Regions from separate parts of the Ovis aries genome. Here region 1 is linked to region 2. A link is a contact called in public Hi-C data. All regions are on one chromosome and are shown on one strand. Each heading gives the region's core, a stretch centred on a gene start, on an enhancer-like site or on the middle of the called end of the contact. The rest is flanking DNA. Distances are from core to core; before and after follow the strand shown. Region 1 has its middle 3.4 kb from the start of MIRLET7B. Region 2 has its middle 25 kb from the start of ATXN10.

What was found. A called contact is a pair of places that touch in the nucleus more often than the background predicts.
Region 1: a contact with region 2 is called in a Hi-C map of liver, with 5 times the contacts expected there. The contact joins two enhancer-like sites. A contact is called at or near these places in 2 of 16 Hi-C or Micro-C datasets (liver and tail adipose tissue).

What each region holds. Positions count from the first base shown.
Region 1 is chr3:222,322,506-222,328,334 of ARS-UI_Ramb_v3.0, forward strand. No RefSeq gene overlaps it. Among named protein-coding and RNA genes, the nearest start is that of MIRLET7B, 3.4 kb to the left of the region's middle. Within about 2 kb of position 3,271, at least 9 of the 54 cell types and tissues checked have an H3K27ac peak or open chromatin away from gene starts, as enhancers often do. A contact at or near this core is called in liver, where this site is marked.
Region 2 is chr3:221,909,422-221,915,597 of ARS-UI_Ramb_v3.0, forward strand. No RefSeq gene overlaps it. Among named protein-coding and RNA genes, the nearest start is that of ATXN10, 25 kb to the right of the region's middle. Within about 2 kb of position 2,025, at least 1 of the 54 cell types and tissues checked has an H3K27ac peak or open chromatin away from gene starts, as enhancers often do. A contact at or near this core is called in liver, where this site is marked.

The DNA of each region.
Region 1 (5,829 bases), core at 2,021-4,520, 410 kb after region 2:
CAGAGGCGTCCCTGGGCCCCCAGGTTGGTGGAGGCCCCCACAGGCCCCCCTGCAGGTGGTGTGGATCCCAGTCAGCCACTCAGAGCACAGTCCAGGGCCCTGCCCCTGATGCCACCTCAGACCCAGTGCCTGACTGGAGTCCGGAAGTCCCCAGCGCCCTCAGGACGGTTTCCCGAGTAGCCCTTAACGTCGGGGGTTCATCTCCGGTCTGACTGCCTTCCCAGTGTCCACCCAGTTTCTGCTGGGGTCTCAGGCTCTCTGCCAGTGGCTGCTGCAGGCCTGTCCCCATGCCACCAGCCCAGGTGTTGAAGAGACCCGTCGCCTTGACTCAGAGTACCCTTGGGGAGGGGCTGCCATGCCTGGGTCCACTGCCCACCCCTGCACCCACGGCTGGAGCAGCACCCCCGTCACCCCACGACGCCTTGCGGGCTGGCTCCTGTCTGTGGCACAGGAAGTGCAGACGACAGCTCAGGGGCCCCCAGCTGCAGGACAGACAAGGCTCAGGCTGATCCTGGGCAGGGTCTGGGACAGGGACCCTGTGACAAGGCCAGAGGAGGCTCCTGATGCCGCCAGGGTCCCGGAGCGGGGAGAGGTGGGCTGAGCCTGGCGTGCCCTCAGCCTGAGTGCAGCAGCCTGGGGCTGTGGAGGGACCCCCTGCCCTCCTGCAGCCATGATGACAGCCCCAGTCTGCGATCTCAGCCCCAGTCCCTCGCCCATCCTGAGCCTCCTGCCTGGGTCCTGCAGGGCCCCAGCCCTGCGTGGCCACACCTGTGAGGCCAGCACCCCGACACCTGTCTGTGGCCTGGCTGCCCTTGCAGAGCTGCGGTTGCACTGTGGGTCAGGGTGGGAACCCAGAGCAGGGACCCCCAAGGGGCAGGGAGGGCTTTCTAAACCAGGGGCCATATGAGCTGGGTCTTGACACCTGTGTAGGAGTTTGCAGCTTGCTGGCTGTGTGGGTCATCGAGGAGAGGCACTGCCCACCTCCTCTTCATCACCCTGGGTCGGTCAGCAGCAGAATCCGGCTGCTTGTGCTCCCTGGACACCCTGTGTGTCCCTCCTGTCTCTCCATCCCCACTCCTACGGCAAGATTTAAGAGCTGCTCGGAGCAGCCGCTCTGCCCTTCTGGGCACTGGGCTCCCACCTGGACTCGTCCCCGCCCCTCCTGCCTGCCGTGGTGCTGAGTGCACAGCCCCTCTCTGAATGTCTGCAGCTCAGCACCACCTTTGGCCACGGGAGCCCATGTCTGTCTCAGCTGACCGTGACTGTGGATACCCTCCTGGCACTCTTGCTGTGTCTGGCCCTGCAGTCATGGAGCATCATCATCAGAGCTCATGGCCTGGTAGGGAGCAGACCAGACACACAACAGCCACCTGTTGTGGTCAGCACCATGATGACGGCAGCCCAGGGGCTAGGAAAGCCCCGAAGAGCCCTGGGCCCTGCATTGCAATCGGGGATGGCTTCCTGGAGGAGGTGACACCTGGTTCACCCTGCAACGTTCTCTACCTTCCAGGCAACCGACTTCCAGCCTCTCCTCTGTCACCAACTGGCTGACCCCAGAGACCAACAGGGCCTCAAATGTGTGCCCAAGGGGCACGGGGGAGGGTGGTACCTACCACCTGCTGCTGCTGCTAAGTCGCTTCAGTCATGTCCGACTCTGTGCGACCCCATAGATGGCAGCCCACCAGGCTCCCCTGTCCCTGGGATTCTCCAGGCAAGAACACTGGAGTGGGTTCCCATTGCCTTCTCCAATGCATGAAAGTGAAAGTGAAGTCGCTCAGTCGTGTCCGACTCTTCGTGACCCCATGGGCTGCAGCCTACCAGCCTCCTCCGTCCATGGGAGGTTCCAGGCAAGAGTACTGGAGTGGGGTGCCATTGCCTTCTCTGACCACCTAGTCACCAGTAATGTGCAGAAGCAGTTGAATCCCAAAACAAACTGGATGAAGTCAGGGTGGGCAAAGCAGCTACTTTGGGAGGTTCTGGGAGGTGGCAAAACGGGCCAGGCTTCAGGAGCAGAGGTCTGGGCAGTTGCTCTGCTCACCAAGCCTCAGTTTCCCCACCCCCCTTCGTAGGGGCTGTTTGATGGATGGAAGGAGCTAGCAGTTGAGACTGCTCAGCGGGGGTAGTGGAGCCAGGTCAGGGAGTGAGGGCCCTGGTCCGAAGCTGGGCGCCTGCTGCCACCTGCTGCCTAACCAGGGAGTGGCTCCTGGCCCATCGTGGGCCCTGGGTCTGGCCAGCAGGTGAGCAGGGTGGAGAGCAGGCTGGGGCCCCCAGACTGTCAGCCCCCTGCCCCCCAGGGGAGACCAGGACCATGCTCAGAGATGTGGGTGAGTGCTGGGGGAGAGCAGAAGACCGCAACCCTGGAGGTGATCCCCTGTCCCCAAGTGTGCAGAAGCCAGGCCTCCCTTGGACCTCTCTGCCTGCTGCGATAGGCCGAGTGCAGCTGTGTCCCGCCGGGGAGAGGTCTGCGCATTCCTGCCCTTCCTGGGAGGCGACTCACCAGGGGACTTGAGGGGCTTCTGGGGTGTCCAAGGTGGGGGGCCTTTGAGAAACCATGGGCCTTAAGGTTCACAGGGGCCGCCGCTGACCTTGGACCCTGAGAGAGATGATGGCAGAGCCAGCCCAGCGTTTAGACCCTACAGACCAGGACTGAGCGAGGGCCCACCTGGCCACGTGGGCATGGAGTGACCAGGCCGCCCCCCAGGGCTGAGGTGACTCAGGTGAGCTGACAAGGGTCCAGCGTCTCAGGGGACACTCAGGGCCACAGGGCTAGTCTGTCCATCGGCAGGGCAGGCACAGCACCAAGGCCCACATACTGTTCGTGACAACAGAAAGTCTCACTTTAACTCCGTTTAAAGTTTGAAGGAAAAAGGAATACAATGATACTGACTATATATTACACGTAATATACGATATATGTTGTGACTGTATAATAATACGTACGATTCAACACATGGCATCCATAGCAATGAAACCACCTTGGAGTACATGCGTCTATGCCGCCAGGTCCTAAGACGTGTTTTGTAATCATGTTTAAGGAGGAAGCACCACCCCCCCACCGACCCCCACCCTCCCAGCCAGCCTGGGCTCTGCCTGCGAGCGTGGCCTCCGCCCCGAGAGGCTGAGCACCTCCTTCAGCTCCTTGGCCCGGCCCCCTCCCTGCCCCTGGGCCCAGCCCTGCTCTCACCCACCTCCGTGCCCCCTTCCCCGGCTGGCCAGAGGGCGGGCCTGGCTGGGCCCTGAGGGGCGGCCCCTGCCATCGCACTGAGCGTCCCCGACAGCGACACCGTGTGGCGGGAGAAGGCCATAGCGGCCAGCCAGGGCCCTCCACCGCGGCGGCCGTGGAAGGGGCTGACCCCACCCGGGGCCAGAAGCCTGGGGTTCAAGGTCAGCCCAGGGGGGAGGGCCCCAGGAGAGCTTCCTGTGGACGAATGACTGGGCAGCATTCACTGCCCCACCCCTTGCCACTCCCCCACGCCCCAGGCAGGGTGGCCCCCTGCATGGCCCCAGGTGACCCAGCTGGCAGTGTCCTGCCCCCCATCGGTGCCCCCTCCTCACCCGCAGCACCCCAGTGAGGGGTAGGGCTGCCTGCTACATCTGCCACCTGTCTCCAGGCACTGCCTGCGGGCCTGAGGCCACACTTAATGCAGGAAGGGAGGCAGTCCCTGTGCCTAGGAGGATGGAGACCCCACGATGGGGGCGGCCCCGGCAGAGGGGCCTGACGTGGAGGCCGCAGACGCCAGGCTGAGAGGGGAGGGCAGGGTCTGGCTCTTGCTGTAGGACCAGGGTGGCCTGGAGAGACTTCACACCCATCCGTGTCATTTAGCAGAGATGGGTTTCTGCCGTGTTGTACCTTCCGGATCAGGCAGGGTCTGAGGGTCCAGGGTGGGCTTTCGGGGGGCTGGGGGCCTAGGGGAGTCCCCGCGTCAGTTGGGTAAGGGGCTGAGCTCAGCTAGTCTCTCTAGAAGAGGAGAGGTTGGCACCAGCTACAGTTACATGTTAGAGCCTGGACATCTGGAGGTCTGAGATGGGCCAGGAGGAGAGGGCCTTCAGGTCTGGTCTGCTCAAGGGCCTCCAATCCCACCACAGTCTCAGCGGTTCTTGAACCCAAGGCTGCCTTCTACCTGGCTTCCTGCTTGGTGGCCCAAGTTCATCTGCCCTGACAGCACCAAGTGCCTCTGGCCTCAAGGACCCAGGACCTCTTAGGTTGTCTGCTGCAAAGACAGCCCCAGCTCCTGCGCATCTCCGTGGCGACCAGGTCTCCATGGCAGGGGTCACTCTCCCAGGGAAGGGAGTGGAAGGCTCCAGCCACTGGTGTAAATACTCCCGAGTCAGCCCCCACTGGGAACACCATGTGCCGGGGCAATGTCTCTGGTCCTTAGGCAGGGGGCTGCAGTCCTGAGCCCATGTCATGGGTGTGGACACTGATGCTGAGAGAAACTCAGTGACCGTCCCCAGGCCACACAGGAGGCCAGGACAGAGCTGGAGTCGCAACCAGGCCTGTGCACCCCAGGGGGGCCTGCAGCTGTCCTGCCCCCCGGGGTGTCCTTCTGCCCTTGGTGAGGGGATGGGGCTGCAGAGAAGGGGCGGCTGGAGTTCTGGACTCCCTTCCCTGTGGCCAGGGAAGCAGACCTGGCCCAGGGCCCGCCCAAGGTCCTCTGCCATCTGCCTCACACACACAGGTCCACTTTAACAAGAGCAAAGTGGCCGCCTACACACCGGACACCTGGCCCCTCAGAAGGAAGTGACGCCCTCTCCCTGCGGGCTTGACCCGGGGTTAAAGGTGGTGGGGCCTGTTCCTGGTGGGCCTGGACCCCAGCGCTCTGCCTTCTTCCCAAATCCTGGGTGTCAATTCCACAGCCAAGCCCCAGGCGGGCAGGGCAGCGCAGCGTGGTGAGCAAGGCGTGCTGACCACTGAGGTCTCTGGGGAGCCAACACAAAGGGTAGCCCATCCTGGAGAGGACTTTGCCCCCTCCTTGACCCCCCTCCTTCCCCTCCTCCCCTCCCTGCCCCCACATCATGGGGCCTCCCCCAGCACTCCCTCTCCCACACCTCTCCTGGGGCAGCGGAGAAGTCCACGGCCCCAGCTCGTGTGGACGTTTCATTCCCCACGCACCGCAGGGAGGCCCGAGCAGCTGGCCTGTGGCCTGAAGGCATCGGGGCCCAGGTGGCAGCTGGTGGAGAGAGGTGAAGGCCTGGGGGGGGACAGAGAGGCAGGATGAGGGGACTGAGGACAGGGAGGAAAGGGGTGCGTGAAGGCATCTCTATGGGGGGGTTCAGGGTATGGGGCTGGGGGAGTTCAGGGTGTGGGGCTGGGGGGTGGAGGACAGGCGCCCCCTGAAGGGCAGGCGTGGAGGAGGAAGAATGGTGGAGGAGCCAGTCTAGGGGGTGGGGGTCCTTGCAGGAGGAAGAGGCACCCAAAGGAGGCTTCCCCGCAGGTCGGGGCAGGCACAGCCCCCCGGAGTGTGGAGGCAGGTGGGGGCAGGATCGTTCCAGGAGTGAGGAAGTCTGTTGGGGGTTACCAGTGGCCCAGGGACCCAGCACCTGAGGGTCCAGGCTGATGGCCCACCACCCAGTGTTTGGGACTGAGGCTGGGGCAGAGGCCCGCAGGAGCCCTGGTGGGACTGGGTATGGGGGAGGCACCCTCCCGGGGTCTGTGGTCACCCGCAGATGGAGGTACCCCAGGGGCAGGCAGTGCCTGGCACCAAGGAGCCAGCCAGCCCTCTGCCAGCCCTCTGGCCCATAGGCATTCAGCCCAGCAGCCCATGCTGCCAGGGAGGGGGCCCAGGGTGTGGCAGAAGGAACACAGGTTCAGGAGACCACCCCGCAGAG
Region 2 (6,176 bases), core at 775-3,274:
TCTGTGCTGTGTGTGAGCTCAGTCGTGTCCGACTCTCTGCGACCTCAGGGACTGCAGCCCGCCAGGCTCCTCTGTCCATGGGGTTCTCCAGGCAAGAATACTGGAGTGGGTTGCCATTTCCTTCTCCAGGGGATCCTCCCGACCCAGGGGTTGAACCCAGGTCTCCTGCATTGCAGGCAAATTCTTTACGAGCTGAGCTACCAGGGAATCCCACCCTCTGCTCTAGGGCTTCTCAGTACTTTTAAAAATATCCGTTCACAGATGGAGTTTAATCAAGACACTATATGCTAAAACCACCTGCTTTGTTTACATTGGGTCTTTTTTTTTTTTTTTCTCCAGCGTCTGAAGTTTACATAACTGGGTCTTTAAGAAAAAAGGACAAGATTCCCCAAGGAAAAGCACCAGGAAAGGACAGTGCCACTCACCCAGGTGGCAGAGGGCTGGACAGAGGTCTCCAAGTCGGCCTTCCACTGCGCTGTTTTTTTTTTTCTATTTATTTATTTGTTGATTTTGGGCTTCGCTGGGTCTCTGTTGCTGCACGCCGGCTTTCTCTAGTTGCGGGGACCCTGTGCTTTCATTCTGGAGCTAGGCCCCAGTAGCGCTGAGGACAATTACAGGCTGCCAAGGGGCTCAGGGACCCCCTCGTCACATGTTACTATGCAGGCGCGCGTGTTTCGTCGCCTCAGTCGTGTCCAACTCTGTGTGACCCCATGGACTGCAGCCCACGAGGCTCCATGGATTCTGCAGGCAAGAATACTGGGGTGGGCTGCCATGCCCTCCTCCAGGGGATCTTCCCAACCCAGGGATCAAACCCGTGTCTCCTGCTGCTCCTGCACTGCAGGCGGATGGATTCTTTACTGCTGAGCCACCAGAGATGCCCTTGTGTCCCTATATCTGGATAGAAATGTTGACGATCCCCTCTCTGCATGAGTTTAACCCAACTGGATGAACAGCAGCAGAGCAAGGAGCATTCCCTTGACCGAGTGATTGTAAGCAGCTGGTTTTGATGCCCTTCGGAGTGTGGCCAAGTCAGCCCGTCCAGTTCAGAGGTGACGCAGAGTGAGAGGAGACTTCTGCAGGATCGCAAGGTCTAGTTAGAAGCTGAGACAGGAGTCACCCGCAGGAGCTTCCAGAACCTTCCAAGGCCTTGCTTCTGGACGTCTTGGCGGCAGGTCCGACGGGTGCACATCCGATGGAGAGGGCTGGGTTGTGTCTGGGAAGAGTCGATGGTGATATTCCAGCCTCCTTGCCTCTGTGTAACCATGGCCAGTGATTACCCACCACTCCCTTGCTGGGCACCTCACTTCAGGAAGGCCGCCCTAGTATGAGAACGGTTTATGAAAAGTATTGGCCACGTTTTTTACTGGAAAACCTGAGCTGTCCAGAGACGGAACAGGTTAGTCTCAGGTTTCCCTTCTAACATTCAAGCAAGGTGGCCTCACTCCCTCTAAACCAGAGTCAAGAGGCAGACAAGGGCGGGCCATGTCTGATAAAAGTAGTGGAAAGTTCTAGTGATTCTCATGGCTTGGGCCCCAGGCCAACTGGATTCCATTTGGAAGGTTCTAGCATTCCCAGACTAAAACTTCAAATGCCCAGTTCATTTCAGAAAAAAAACTGGACACTTGGTTGTCAATAAAGTGGGTCATTGCAAAGTGAGTTTTCATTTCTCCACTATGTGACTCTAACAATATTAAATCTGGTATCATGAGGGTTGGAGCCACTCACCCTAAGTTTACATTCTAAACACTCAGGCTAACTGACCACTGCGTAGCTAAGAAGTGAAATCTCATTGGCATTTGCAACCATCAGGCAAGGAGCAGACGGGCTGGTGGGCAGAAGGGGTTAACACGGGCTGGTTGTTTGCTCCTGGTGGGTTTTGCCAATGCGGGAAGGGAAGTGATAGTTTTGGAGTCTGAAATTTGCCGTAAAATAATGACTTCTCCCTCCACCGGTGGACCTGCCTAGACCTCACTCAACCGATGTCCAGGTAATGCCTTTCCAACCCTTTCAAGCCAAATGAACCCTGCCCCTTGGCTATTACAGCATCCAGTCCAGCCAACTAGAGCAAAGGCTGCCCAAAGTCATCCCCTAGGACACCCTCATTTGGTTGAAGGTTAGGCAAGCGCCCCCTGCTTGAGTCACCCGCACTGCTGAGTCTCACCTCAACCATAACCTGTGCTCCTCAAGCCCAAGATAAGGCAGCTACTGCAGAATAGGAGAAACCTATAAAATTATAAAGACATTCACTGATGTGAGGGGAGACTGTCTTGACCTCCCAGATTTATGCTTGTTGGAAAATGTCAAATTTTCCCTTTAGTTTTTCCCCAGCAAGCAGACTTCCCCTCCCATCTCTGCCATTTCTTGTATAACTTGCTCTTCAAAAGGAAAATTACAAACTCTTCTTTTAAGTATATTCTCAGCAGCAGTGGAAAAAAATGTTATTGAGTTGGGTGTGAAACTGAATCTATATTCACTCAGTTCTTAGCCATCTGTATCCCTCTGTCTGACCAGATTCCTTTACATATATTTGCACCAAGGCAATCTGACTTGCTGCCTTTTGAGCTAGTGTGGATACATGGGCTTTTTACTCGGCAAATCCAGAACCTTCCATGTTCATCCACCAAGGCTTTGAGAGCACTTATTAAGTCCTGATGGTGCTGAATACAGGCAACGAGAATAGTAAAGTTTTGAAAGTCAACAAAGAAAATAAACCAACGTTTTTATTTGTCAGCGAGAGGTGGATGGCATATCTGTATGTGTATGTATGTGGGTGCGTGTGTGCGCACATACACGTATCTAAATAAATGGCATACGTTGGTGAAAGCCGTGTTATTTGGTTAAGACGGAAGGCTTTGTTGGGAAGGAAGGTGGTGGAATTAGATGTTGATACAGTAGGTGTTTCAAATGTCAGATTTCAATGGTAATGGGAAGGAAAGGAAAGAAGAAAAATGGCTCCTTTAGAATAAATCAATTCATCATTTCCCCCTTTGCAAACATTGAAAAAAGCAAAAGAAGCTGTGTGCCTCTCCTTGAGAGGAGCCTTTAGTTCTCAGAGAGATGAAGTTTGGGCTGATGTCGAGGTTTCTAAGGAAACGATGTAGGCTTATGAACAGCAAAGCAAATAGACATATAGCCCTCGAGTAAATCATTAATTCATTAATATTATTATTGATGGAGGCTGGAGAGACTTATTCCGTCTTTATCCCAAGTTCTCAAAAGTTTTCTTTCATCGCAAGGCAAACACTCGGATGGCCACTTTATGGATAATTATTCCCTCTTGGCCTCACTCTTGAGTCGAAGGAGGACTCGCTCTCAGATTTTAATGGATCAAAGAGAATGAGAAACCAGGCAAGAGAACTGTGCTTCGTGGGTTTTTTTTTTTTTTTTCCTTTTAATTGGTGGCTGTGGGTTTTGTAGAGAATGGAAAATGCATTAAGGATAGTTTGACTTAAACACAAAGCGCTGGCTGGCTTGACAAACAGATTGAGCAGAGGCTAAGGCGCACTGTCTGCCCCGCGATTATGTCCATTTTCACGGGGACATTTGCAGTGGCCAGACTCCGTGGCACAGGCAGGGGTGCTGGCAGGAGGCGGTGAGGGGCCCCGGCCTTGATGCAAACCCGGGGGGAGTGCGGAGCTGGTGGCCAGGCAAGGCCAGAACACCCCCGGGAGGCTGAGGTTGCAACACGAGGGAGTGTCCTGGCTTCTCACTATTTCCTATTATTTCTGCCCGCCAAGTGAGTCAGCATTTTCTCTTCAGGTGCCCACCAGGCCTGCGGGGTCCCGGTGGAGGTGAGCGAGAGGTGAACCCACCCAGCTGGGCTTTGCCTCTGGCCCTTCTCCCCAGACCACCTTCGGAGAAAACCCCCCACTTCACCCCTGTACCCATGTTCTCTCAGGATGACATGCCTGTGATCATTGCCACTAGTGAGCGTGAGACTGGGGCCAGGTCTGTTACTGCAGGGCCGCTCCTGGGGTGCTTGCCAAGAGCGCGCTCATGCATGGGGGCTCCTGCACCTCCAGAGCTGGGTGCCCTGGGCAAGTTGCTTACCCTCTCTGTGCCATGCTGTCCTCCTCCATAAAACCGGGTCGGTCACAGCACTTACCTACGACAGTGGTTGTCAGAGTTGCCTGGAGGTTTTGTGCATGTTGCCAGCCTTACCACAGCGAGAGGAGCCGGAGCCCAGAGAATCTGGGCTAAGTTGGCACCAGTCCACCTCCTGGCCCTGCTCTGGGTACTGGACACCTGCAGAGCCTCCTTGGAACATTAAATGCGGAGGCACTTCAAGCCCCCCACCCCCCCACCATCTACCCCTTTCCTTTAGACCAAGGAGAAGAAATCGTTTGCCTTCCAGCAGATTGGAGGGAAGCTCCCAGTGCAGTTCTGGGCTCTGGGAGCCTAGTCTGGACAGCCAAGGTGAGGACAGTGAATCATCAGCCAGGAGCAGGATGAGTGTTTATCAGTCAAATTAACACTCCTTGCCAGGAGGAGCTGTTGTGAGGGGAGACGGGAAAAGTCACAGCCCTGGGCACATGTGAGCCAGAGGTGCCTGGGAACGAGGTGCGGTGGGGGAGCCAGGGGAGGCTTCCTGGAGGAGGTGGCTTTTGAGGTGGGTCTTGAAGAATGAAGAAAAGTTTGCAGAGGCTCAGGAAGCCAGGGAGCAATCCCAGGGAGGTGTGGTGTCATTGGGGGGGCTTGACAAGAGGAGAGGAAGCTTCCTGTCAGACCCTAAGGCCTCTGAAAGCAAAGCCACTCTAACCCCTCTTGAACCCCAGGGGCTCAAGGCAGCGGTGCCTGGGGACAGTCGGTGATACAGACTCACAGACCTGGCAGCCCCCAGTCAGGAGGTCATACTTAGGCTGCGGAGGGCCTGTCCCACGCTAATTGTCAGCCTTGGTAGGGGCAGGTCCCAGGGGCCTTGGTGGCAGGGTAGGGGGCTTGGGGAAGAGTCCCTGTGTCCCAGAGGAAGGGGACTTGGGGTGCTGGTTGAAAGTAGTGCCCAAATGTCCTCCTGAGCTTGCTGGCTCCGGTTCTGAGGCACATGGGTGAGGGATCCTGCAACTGGGGGTGTCCCAGAGGGGGGACGGCAGGTGGCCTGTGGGGTCCGCTGGGCACATTGCATTTGTGGCAGCCACACTCAGCTTTGAGGGCAACCAAGAGCTGAGGGCTAACGCTAGAGCAGTGGCCACCCTCCCCTGCTCAAGGGGGGTGTGGGAGGACAAGGGGGTCACCCCCACCGCCCCCAGCACTGGCCTGCATGGTCAGAGCCCTTTCAGCCCCAGGAAGAGGCAGAGGCGTTCCATCTCCCGGGTCCACAGATAAAGCAGCTGAGTTTCAGAGAGGCCAACCATCATTCCTGCAGCTGTGCAGCCAGGAAGCAACCTGACGGGTCTAGGACCGAACTCCCAAAGCACCCCACGCTCCCCTCCCTGGTGCTCCCAGCAAAGCTCACGGATGGCGCAGCTGTCTGCCTCCCCAAGAGGCCGAGCAATCTGAATTAGAGGCAGTCACATGTCCTATAAAGATGAGTGGGGAAGCACTGCTGTGCCAGGCACCAGGTGACGACCGGGCCCGGGATCTCGGGTCCAACAAGCACGAGCCTCGACCTGGGCTGGAGCGTCCGGGCCCAGCCGTGACCTGGTGCTGCCCACCAGCGGGGTTTAACCAGGCTGACCCCGGGGAGCCCTCAGCAGCAGGAGGTTGAGGAAACAGGCACAAAGGGAGCGTGTGCGACGCTCCTTGAGAACGTGGCAGGGATGGGGCAGGACCTTGGCCCAGGTGGCGTTTTAGAGTCAGTATTTCCATTGGCTTGTTCGGTTACAGACTCTGATCTGTTTCCTAAATTTGCGTGGTGCCCCATAGTGTGAAGCACGGCTGGGTCGGATGTCCACCCTTGGGCGAAGCACAGAAAGGCGGACTGGACTGTCCACCAGCGCCTGCCCTATTGGTCTTGACTTAGCAAGCGGCCGAGTCTCAGAGGTGATGGAGAGCCAGACGCAGAAGGGCCGGGACGGGCCCGGGAAGGTGGGGTTTCAGCCAGCCCGCAAGTGACGGACCCTAAAGCAGGTGGTCTGCAGAGGGGGCACTCCAGGCCTTGGCCCGGGGCTGGGACCGCACCAGCGGAGGCCGGGTTGGCTGAGAGCTGCCAGGCCTTGGGAACACAGGCCTGACGGGAC